2 separate regions of the Mus musculus genome follow, and region 2 is linked to region 1. A link is a contact called in public Hi-C data. All regions are on one chromosome and are shown on one strand. Each heading gives the region's core, a stretch centred on a gene start, on an enhancer-like site or on the middle of the called end of the contact. The rest is flanking DNA. Distances are from core to core; before and after follow the strand shown.

The links. A called contact is a pair of places that touch in the nucleus more often than the background predicts.
Region 2: a Hi-C map of cortical neurons shows a contact between it and region 1, with 2.2 times the contacts expected there. The contact joins two enhancer-like sites. A contact is called at or near these places in 2 of 484 Hi-C or Micro-C datasets (both in cortical neurons) and 1 of 115 datasets of contacts at active chromatin or transcription factors (pancreatic cancer cells).

Annotation. Positions count from the first base shown.
Region 1 is chr2:3,725,604-3,731,214 of GRCm38.p6, reverse strand. The region is part of intron 1 of Fam107b (family with sequence similarity 107, member B); the gene reads right to left. Among named protein-coding and RNA genes, the nearest start is that of Fam107b, 15 kb to the right of the region's middle. Within about 2 kb of position 3,449, at least 209 of the 459 cell types and tissues checked have an H3K27ac peak or open chromatin away from gene starts, as enhancers often do. A contact at or near this core is called in cortical neurons, where this site is marked.
Region 2 is chr2:4,227,023-4,232,062 of GRCm38.p6, reverse strand. All of the region lies in intron 1 of Frmd4a (FERM domain containing 4A), which reads right to left. Among named protein-coding and RNA genes, the nearest start is that of Gm39752, 18 kb to the left of the region's middle. Within about 2 kb of position 3,287, at least 28 of the 459 cell types and tissues checked have an H3K27ac peak or open chromatin away from gene starts, as enhancers often do. A contact at or near this core is called in cortical neurons, where this site is marked.

The sequences.
Region 1 (5,611 bases), core at 2,200-4,699:
ATTTCAGCCCTGTGGGACACTTTTAGGAGCCAAGCTTGGATGCTATGGTTGAGATGCCATTCAAAGAGCACGATGAGGCTTTCTCCCTGAGGCCTGCTGGTGTCACGGCCCTTAGGGAAACGGACTCAGGATGCGTGAAACAAAAATGATAGAAACACAAAAGGAGACACCGCCTTATAAAGGAATTCCCAGCTACTCCTGCAGATCTCAGCTTCCGACAAGCACCAGCTGAGGGGAGTGAGCTAGACAGGGCGTTCTGAAGCGCACTCAGCCCCCGTGGAGATAACCCCACATCCGCCTGAGTACAGCCACATCAGTGTCAGGAGCCCAACTTCAGGAAGCAGGAAAGCCCTACAGGGGACTCAAAGATTGGAACAACAGATTCCTGTTTCTAGCCAGACCTGGAAAACCTCAATGCATAATCAAGTGAGCACAGGAACAACCCCACGGTGGGAAAGGCATGTCCCATGGGAACGCTTTCCCATCCCACAGCGTTCAGGACCCAGGGTCTTCCATCCCCTTGCACCACAAACAAAGACACCTCGGGCATGGTAATAATCTACATATGGTAGCCTTCAAATAAAACGGCTCAAATAAAAACCTCACTCTTGAAGCACCACAAGTACCATAAGCCTGGGGCACTTTCTGCCTGAAGAAGCAACTCTGAGGACCCCAGACTCCTCCCGCTGACCTCACTCCCTCACCCCTACCTTCCCAGAAGTCAAGGAAAATAAGGCTTCCCAAACCAATTCTCACCAGGCTGGAAAGTAAAAGAACTCAGCGTCCTCTCCTTCTTCTTCTGCATTCCCCTGCCTCCTTTTCTATACAGTCCTAGCCAGCTATGTCTTAAGGGGTTTACTAAGCTCCTAGGAGCTCCCAGAAAAGACCACTGTCTCCTAAGAGAATCCAGAAGAGCTACAATAACAGATATCATGGCAATATGCTGGACTCAAGTTTCCATATTAGCTGAGCAAACAGACAGTCATCTAAAACAAACCCAGAGAAGAGAGCTCAGGGAACCACAAGGCACAGTGTCTTTTAGAATTCAAACAGTAAATATGCAAAGAGAACAACCAGGTCTCTCCAATGACGGTCAACACACCACAGAAGCCCCTGTGGGACAAATCTTCACTCACACACGCAATGAGTATCTCTCTGCAACCATGTGCATGCACGCTGGGTGTCTGTATTTAACAACTACATTCACATCACTGCTTTAAGAGTGCACAAAGACGCTGTTACTAACAATACCTGGACTAATCACTCAAGCCTGGACAAATACTGACCCTGTGCTAGTTTCTTTCCTGCTCTCCGCCTGCCACTAACACGGGACCCTGGATCTCACTTGCTTGAGCATAGTGCTACTCTCAACCAGCAAACACTTCTCAAGTAGCAGGCCTGTGAGAAACAGCAAACACCCTAGACAAGGTCACCTCTCAGCTTCAGTGCTCTCCTGGCTTTGGGTGACCAGTTCTGGTTGGTTATGTGCTAGATTCCTGACCTCTACCAACACTGTTCCTTCTCCCATTCCCACTCCCAACCCTTCACCTCCACATCCATCCTGGACCCCTGAAGACCTCCCTTCTCTGCAGAACACCTCCTTGTATCTCAGAACCAACCTTGCCACCTTCCCTTGGAGTGTAAACCACTGATCGCTTTGGTTACACCACAGATCGTCTCTTGTGTCACTCCTAAATCTATCCTTTTGAACCCTAAGCCAAAATGCCATAGTATTTGGAAGTGGGACATTGTGAAGGAAATGCAGAGTCGAGCCCTTGTGATGAATTCACACCCTTGGAGAAGGGATGAAGAAAAGTGTTTTACTTTTCCTCTCTGCCATGTCAGGATATAGCAAGAAGTATCCATAAACCTGAATGCAGGCCCTTCCTAACTCTGACCCTGACAGTGCCTTCATCCTGGCATTCTCTGCCTCTAAATAAGAAGGGAATGATGGTCACTTAAGACACTCAACATCTAGCAGCCCAAACTAACAGCCACCCACACTTTTATGCCGAGAGGTGTCCCCTCCATTCTTCAATTAGCTTTTATGCTGGAGAGATTTATGTCACACAAGCTAACATCATCTAAGAGGAGAGAACCTCAACTAAGAACATGAGATCAGGCTGTGGGCCAGCCTGCTGTGGGCCAGTTTCTTTTTTCTTTTTCTTTCTTTCTTTCTTTCTTTCTTTCTTTTTTTTTTTTTTTTTTTTTTTTTGGTTTTTCATGGCAGGGTTTTTCTGTGTAGCCCTGGCTGTTAGGGAACTCACTCTGTAGACCAGGCTGGCCTTGAACTCAGAATTCCGCCTGCCTCTGCCTCCCAAGTGCTGGGATTAAAGGCATATGCCACCACTGCCTGGCAGGACATTTTCTTGATTCATGGTTGAAGGCTCAGCTCCCTGTGGGTGGTCCTGGGTTATTGGGGGAGGAGAAAAGCTGAGCAGGCCATGGGAGCAAGGCAGTAGGCAGCATCAGTCCATGGCCTCTGCATTAGCTCCTGCCTCCAGGTTCCTGTCCTGGCTTCATTTGATGATGAACAGCAAGCTGGAAGGATAGGCCCAACAAACCCTTTCCTCCTCAGTTGGTTTTTGGTCATGTGCTTCATCACAGCAACAGAAACCCTAGCAAAGATGATCCCAAAGCTCCAGCCTGAGCCCTCTGCCCCTCTTATCTCTATTCTACCACTGCTTAAAGCACAAGAGCCCAAATCTGAGACAAATTCTCTTGAGTACCAATGAGATCAAAAGTCTCATGCCATTGGACAGCCACGTCAACAGTCATGTACGAAGTCACATCATGACACCATCCTGGGGAAATACACAAGGAGGGTGCTACTGGCACCTACACATAGACATGGTGCCTACACTTTACCTGCCAGCTCATTGAGGGGCAGAAAGCAAAGATGAGAACTCCTGAGTTCATGAGGGAAAAGGGCATCTCACATAACACCCAGTTCTAGGCAACATCAAGTTCTTACTCTCTCTTGTGCGCTGTTAGAACCAATAAGTGATGTCACAAGCCTGCAAGACTAGGGCTACGGTGATGTTTGAGATGTCTCAGTCACCCACCATGAGAACAACTCATGTTTTATTCTCATGTTTATCTACAAAAACACATTTCTCTTATATTTATTTACAAAAACCTCACAAATATATTCAACCACAGGGTGTCTCTCGGCCCTAAAAGTCAAAATGGAGAAACAGCAAAGAAAGTTCTCAACCGTGTAAACAAATGCCGAGGCTTTTGTATATAATATGAGAAACTATTTCTAATACCTAATATGTTTTAGACTTTCTACAAGATAAACAGGAACCTGATTCTTCCACACAGAATTTCAAACTTCATCATTTCTTCCTCGCAATAAAACCATCACCAGCTCAGTAACTAGTGACTTCCGTTTCCTGTTCCTGTTTGTATTCTCTGTGGTGGCAAGCACATGGGCTAGGTATGATAAGGCAAGACCATGTGTGACAGCCAACAATGCTGTTGTAAGTTAGAGGTCAAGGACGAGAGTCCTTTAGGTCCTGTGTGACTCCACAGCTTCAGCACGTTTTATAAAGTAAGAGCTAGGGAGAGATGAAGCATGAGGACACTGAGAAGCCAGGTGGCCATGCATATCCCTGTATCCAGCCAGGTGGCCATGCATATCCCTGTATCCAGCCAGGTGGCCATGCATATCCCTGTATCCCAGGCACTCTGGGGTTCAGTGGAAGGAGAGGCAAGTGTGTTGCTGGGGCTCACTCACTATCAGGCTAGCTCAGGCTCAGTAAGAGACTATGTCAAGGGCATACGAATACATTAGGGAGTTTCAGAATCCTCCTCTGGTCTCCACACCCATATACAGACACTATAGTCTCCCTCCAGCCCTCTCTCCCTCCCTCCCTTTTCTACACACACACACACATACACACACACACACACACACACACACACACACACACACACAGAGTTGTAAGTTCTCTAAAGCACCATCTCATATTGAATCCAATGCTAATTGTTGAAAACTCCTCCCTGGGCTATTACTGCAGTGACACACTTCAGAGACACAGTTGGGGTATGAATTTATAGAGAAGTATCAAATGAATCACCCACACATAAAAAACAATTTATCTCCATTTAAAAAGCCATGTTGATCCACATGACGTGAGCAAAAGCGCACAGACCAAGTGTCTGACAATTACTCTGAAGGACTATAAATAGGCTGTTTTTGAAATTAGTCAGCTATGCATGCTGTTCTTCTCAAAGCACATGCGTGCAACATGTTCCAGACAGTACACAGGCTGCGTAGTTTCTAGCAGAAACGGACTGGAGTGAAAAACAACAGTGTTGCTAGAGTCACAGATCTCAGCCATTAACTGTGAAACAGGAAGTGCACAAAGAATTGTAATTTAGGGGCACTGAAAGCAAACAAGCGTTCTCTGGGCACATCTAAGGAGTGCTGCTGCAAAGCCAAGCGTGTTTCTATTTTACCACAAACTGTATGAATCATGGATCAGAGAACAAACCGTATCCGAGTGGATGCTGTTCTCCATCTGATCCTGGAGCGCTCTGGTAACACGGTTAACTAGTCTAATGAACAGCTCTGGGGCAAGCTCTCTGAGCTTCCTGTGCTGCACAGGGAAGGGGTGACTGCAGCCTTCGCTGCCTCAAGGAACTAAGGCTAACCTCAGGAAGTCGGCACCAGACACCTTTTCTCTCCCTCCCTCTCACCAGAGTGGGTGACTTAGGGCCTGAATTCCTCCCCACCTACCATCCACACACTTCCCCAGAGGTACCTTCAGAAAGCCTCAGGTCTAGAACTGCCCAGTGTAGGGAAAAGAAAGGGATGAGCAATTCCCTGGTGGCTCCCAAGTCAATTTCCTGGTGACTGTTCAAGTATTTAAAGACTATGTAGTGATTTTATGAAATAGAAATGATCAAAGGAACGATTTGTTTCTTTTTTTTTCTTTTGCATGTGAGTTGGCTCAAGATACTTATTAAAACATACTATCCGTCCAAATATACCTAGACATTTTCTAGGAAACTTGAAGCAGCTAGCAGCCCAAAGCTCATGCAATGCCTTTTTAAAAGCTGGGAGAAATTACCAATTAAAAAAAAAATTCATACAGCTCTTCAGGGTACACAGAAGGCCCTGGAAAGAATGTTTTGGGGCAATAAAATACTGTATTCCTTCAACAAAAACAACAAAAAAAAAAAGACATTAAAATAGTAAGAGAGGAAGAGAGGCAGGACCACTGTTGTTAGTATGATCAAGTATTTGTGAGCTGGTGATTATGGAATGTTTCTGCTTTAGTGAAGACACGTTAGTTATAGTCCTATATCATTTAGTATTCACATAAACATTAGGTATTAGGGTGTTTTTCTACTGTGAGTTTAGACTCCAAGCAACCACCACTAGTTGTGCAGTCTCGGGAAGGCTCCCTAAACATCTAAGCATTAGATTGCCCACCATTGCCCAACCCCCTCAAAAATGGATTAAATCAGATGGCCTCCTGCTTTCTGTGGCTTTTGTTAGCATCACTTTACAATGTCAAAATCTTCTATCATTCCAGGTTTCATCTTTTTTCAATACCTTATGGTCAGAGCCAAGATTTACTTGACACCAACTGCACAG
Region 2 (5,040 bases), core at 2,038-4,537, 500 kb before region 1:
CGTGTGCAAGGACCCAGGCTCAAACTGCAGTACCTGATTTATATTTTCTGCTTCATAAAGGGAAGAAAGGGTTATCTCGACCTGAGAGCATTTGGGAGAATCTGTAGTTAGGGAGGATTTTATTATAAATTCTCTTCATATTCAGCTCATAGGAACATGGCTGCTTTCAACAATGATCTAAAGGATTGATTTTTTTTCTTGTCTCCCCCCCCCCCTTTTCTTGAGAAAAGTTATTTAGTTGTCTTAACATGGCAAAGAAAGCTTATCTGCAAATTCCTTTACTCATGGATCCCCCTTGAGAGCTTATATAGATGTGTATGCTTCCTTAAAACCACAAGCGAGCACCAACGGAGACAAACACCTATTACCTGAATTGGTGGTCCACTCCTGTGATCCCAACACTTGAGAGGCTGAGGCAGGAGAATAGAGAGTTTAAGGCTAGCCTGGGCTACATAGCAAGACCCCCTCCCCATCTCTAAAAATAAAACAAAAGCTGTCATTGCTGACTTGTCTGAGTGTGGAAGAACACAGGCTTGCCTCTGCCAGTTTGCCGCCGGGAGGTAAAGGACTCCGCCACTTTAAGCTCAGCTTCTTGATATCTTAGTTGGAGTGTGGAGGTTTCTGCTTCTGCCAGCTTCAGAACAATGTGACTATGACTCCAGATGCTTATGGTGTGTGAATGCTGGGAATAAACCATTCTTGTTTGCCTGAGACTGAGGGGGCTCCTCTGGGCTTGGGAATTTTGGTGTTAATGCTGGGAAAATTGAAGGCAAATCGGAAGCGGTTGGTTTGGAGTAGGCATGTAGTTTGGGGTGAGAGATACTCTGAGATGTACAACATGTCTTACTCGAATTGGGGTCAGATGTTGAAGTAAGGATAGAACGAGACAGCAGACCATCGCATCCGTTTGCACAACTACAGTCTGCTATTGTTACTATTTGGGCTTCTTCAGTTTTCTTTTCATTGATAGCAATTCCACGTGGACTGATGTGTTCAGTAAACTGGTTCTTGGTAGAATCCAGAATGGACAAGTCTGTTAGCACAAACAGCTGCCATGGCTCACTGACCTCAGTTTACCTCCATGAGAAACAGGCATCAAAGCATAAAGCCCTTTCACCCAGATATGGCCATATTTGATTTGTCTATATACCACATAGATTTCAAAGTCACTTGCAACTAATAGCTAATCTAAACGACAGTACTACCTAGGCTACATCACTAAAATGGAGGAGGAAACAGAGACTAAGAGTTATCTTTGAAGGAGACTGTTACCATAGCTTCTGTTGTACCTCAAAGGGGAGGTGGGGGTTATTTGCTATTTACAAGGGGGCAAACAGGATCCCTTTATATTTATAAAGTCCCCTTGGTATCTGGGAGGACAATAGCAGCTATGGAGGCTGACCGTCTGGGATGCAAATTCCTCTGACTTTCCCGTACTCTAATGACCTTATCTATGAAAGGGGAAAGTAATTTAGTCCCCGTGGAGAGATTTGCTGAGGTGATTGAAAAGGGAAATCAAAGACTGAACAAACCAATCACAGCTGGGTGTTTGGAAGTCACATTATGTAAGTGTATACATCTCTGTTCAGGACTCAGGCCTGCCCGTTCTGCGAGTAGAAAGTGTGCCTTGGTTAGCCCTGGACCCAATGCAATATAGCTAAGTCCTAAGTCACTTGTCTTCCTAGGCTAGTCATGATAGACTTTTAAGAAAATATGCATTTATTTATCTGTGTGTGTGTTTGTATGGGTGTGAGTGTCAGAGCGAGAGGGAGTGAATATGAATATAGGGACCAGGTTTCAGGCCTGCTCACAAGTGCCTCTAGCCCCTGAGCCACCTGGCTGGGTTCTGTTTATTTATTTCTATTAGATCCTGTGTCCTGCATCCATCCATATATCTGTCATTTGTTTACGTATCTCTCCAGCTTTGGTCTTAGTATAGTTTGTCTCTTCTGAAACTTACCCTGACCTCTGCTGGTCCGGCAGGCTGAGAGGCAGACCTAAGGGCAGACTTACACAGCTGGAGCATTTTGAGTGGCTTGCTTCCTTTCTCTTGGGGATGGAGTCTGTTATCACTAGAATGGGTCGTTACAAATATAAGCTCCCCTACCCATGCCCTTCTTGCTGTAACTTCACTTTATTATGTCTTTAATTCCTTTCTGATTTCCACCATGGGTCAAATATAATGAAGCTCGTTTTGTAAATAACTCAGCCTCAGGTAGTCTACTACAGCACGAGGAAACAGATCAAGATGTCCTCTGCCTGAACTTCCTGTCTGACTACCTATCATCTATTTATCCATTCTGGGTTGCCTTGTGATGCACACCACACCCCTTGGCAGAGAGAGGAAGATATGGCACTCTGATGGATGCTCGAGCCCCCTTTACAGTTGCTGGCTCTTGCATTAGCACCTGGGTGGTAAGGAAGGCAGCATCCTGCTCGGCTTCTGGGAAAATAGTGGGTTTTGGAACATTTTAATGATGGGGAAGGTCAAGAACTTGAATGCAGTTTCCTCTCTGCAGATCTTCCCTCCCCAGCCTCACTCCTTTTATCATATGAGATTTCTTTGCATATCTGAAGAAAGTTATCAACATCTTTCTTGTCTTTTTTTTTTTTTTTCTGGACAAATACTTTCAGCTCCATTCCAATAAAATTCAAATTTTCTTCTCTAAACACAATAGTCCTTAGCACAGTGACAAGAGCAGAGTGACCTGTCTTACTTCTTTGTGTGTGTACATGTTGATGTGCACACACACATCTGGATAGATGCACATGTTCCTCTGCACACACACATCTGGGTTGATGCATATACGTGTGTAGAAATGTGCATGCAGGATCTGAGGCCATCACTGAGTTCTTCCTTTATGGGTCTCTATCTTACTCCTGGGCATCGGGCTTTCTCACTGAATCTGGAGCTCCCTGAATGGCTAGACTGGCTTCCATCAAGCCCCTGCGACCCTCTTATCTCTGTCTCCTCTGAGCTGGGATTACAGACAAATGCTATCACTCCCAGCCCTTTCCATGGGAACTGGAAATTGAACTCGGCTCCTGGAGCTTCCATGGCAAGCACTTCACTAACTGAGCCATCTCCCCAGCTCAGCCATGTGACTCTCTACAAGATGCTTATGATAAGATCTTCTTCCTGTCCTGATCGTAAGCTGATAGCTTCGTGCTCAGAGCTAGAGAGCATTGGTCTTTTTAATGGTTTCAGCTGTGTGTGGACACCACAGGGCTTATTGTCAGTGAAGTCCTTGGTGCTGTTTCCTAGCAGCTGAAAATGCATACATCTCTCCTCTCTCCTGCTCACTCTGCCCTTCCAGCCTGCAGCAGTTCCCTCTAGAGGTTCATTCTGTCACCAGCAGATTACCCATTCTGCCTGGCTTTGTGTCATCTGCCTGACAATGTCACTGAGCAGAGGAGGGATCCCAATGAATGAGACAGTCACTCTGAAGTGTGCCCGACCTTGCTCACCTCTTTCAGCCTGCCCATCCCCCAGATTCTCTTTGCGCTGTGCTCATGTGTCTTCTAGGATCTGTCTTTGGGCTCAGCTGTTTGGCTCATGAAGACCACTGTAGGTGTGTGTATGTGTATGTGTGTGTGTGTGGGGGGGGGGGCTTGCTTCTGTCTCAACATGCTGACTGTTTCTTTCCTGTTGGGATTGTGGAATCCTGGGTTTCTATTTAATTCTGGAACTACTCTCAGTAGCTCCCCAGGGCTTCATCTGACCCCACACCTTACACAACTTCTTTTTACATCCTCCTTCATGATGTCTTGCCTCTGAGCACTGCTACGCTAACCTTCAGTTCAGGTCTGCTGTTAGGAGGTTCCATGAAAATAACACAGGGGGAAGGGAGGCTTCTTATAGCAAACACCGCTATCTCAGCCCTCATGGTTCACTTAGGAAGATAATACACGGCGCAGAGGCGGCGGAGGGCGGGGCCCCCGTCATTGATACATTGGTATCAAAGGCAAGGTGGATTAGAGGTCTTCTCTATCACAGACCTGTAAGGAAATCCTAGTTGAGAAAGAAGGTGGTGGGGACTCATCCCCTTAACCCCTATAGTCTTGTCACCACCTCTTCAAAGCCACTTTCTTGGAGTGCCCCTAGAACTTGAAATCTCTTTCCTCTCACAGCTGATCTTCCTGTCACAGTTGGCTCCCAGTGTCATCTTCTTCCCACAGGATCTGCTGCTGGCTCTCAAAGGGTATTTCCACGGGGGAGGGAAGGGTATCTAATGTGATTGCTGCTGGCCAGCTTCCCATCCATTGTCCAACTGTTCTTCATTGGTCTGGGCAGCTAGCCCCATGCATGCACAACATGAGGCGGCTTATCAGCACCATTTCCCACACAGGACTGGCGAGTCCAGCGGTGTGCTGTCACCTGCTGTAGGAGAACAAAGGCCTTCTCCCCCCATCTTCTTCCCCAGAGTGCTGGGAATCAGGCCAGCTTCATTCTGTGTTTTCAAACATGCTAGTTTCTGTGGCAGCTTTTATAATGATTATCTCCCGAGAGTCTTGGCCTCAAAACACTTTATTTATTGAGGGTGGAAAAAAATTCACCCTTTTTAACCATTAAAACCAAGAAGGTATAGTTTTACTGGAATGTTTTCCCTTGTGGGAAAATCTCTCCTTTGCCGCTTGAGGGGAGCCATTGGCCATAGTGTGCACTGACTGGATGGGACCAGCCTATGGCAGAGAGCCAGGGCTCATAGGTCAGATACACAGGTATTTTCTAGAACGTGTTTTGTGCTATCTTTCTAAGTCCATAAATTCAGCCCCTGGGCATACATTGCTTTGTGAGACTTGTACTCTTCCACGTGAGTAAGTCCAGTTATTCCCTGGGAGAGCGAAGGTGACATTCTCAGGGAGGAAGAGAAGAGCAGAAATGTCTCTGGAGTGGGTGGCACTGTGACTGTGTGGCACACACAGTAAGTATAAAATAGTAACGTGTTGCTGGCAGCAGGGAGAGTATTTATAGCAGAGACCTAAGGATGACTGGGGAGGAAAAACCCTCTGAATAGTGACTGGCGGAGAGGCTCCAAG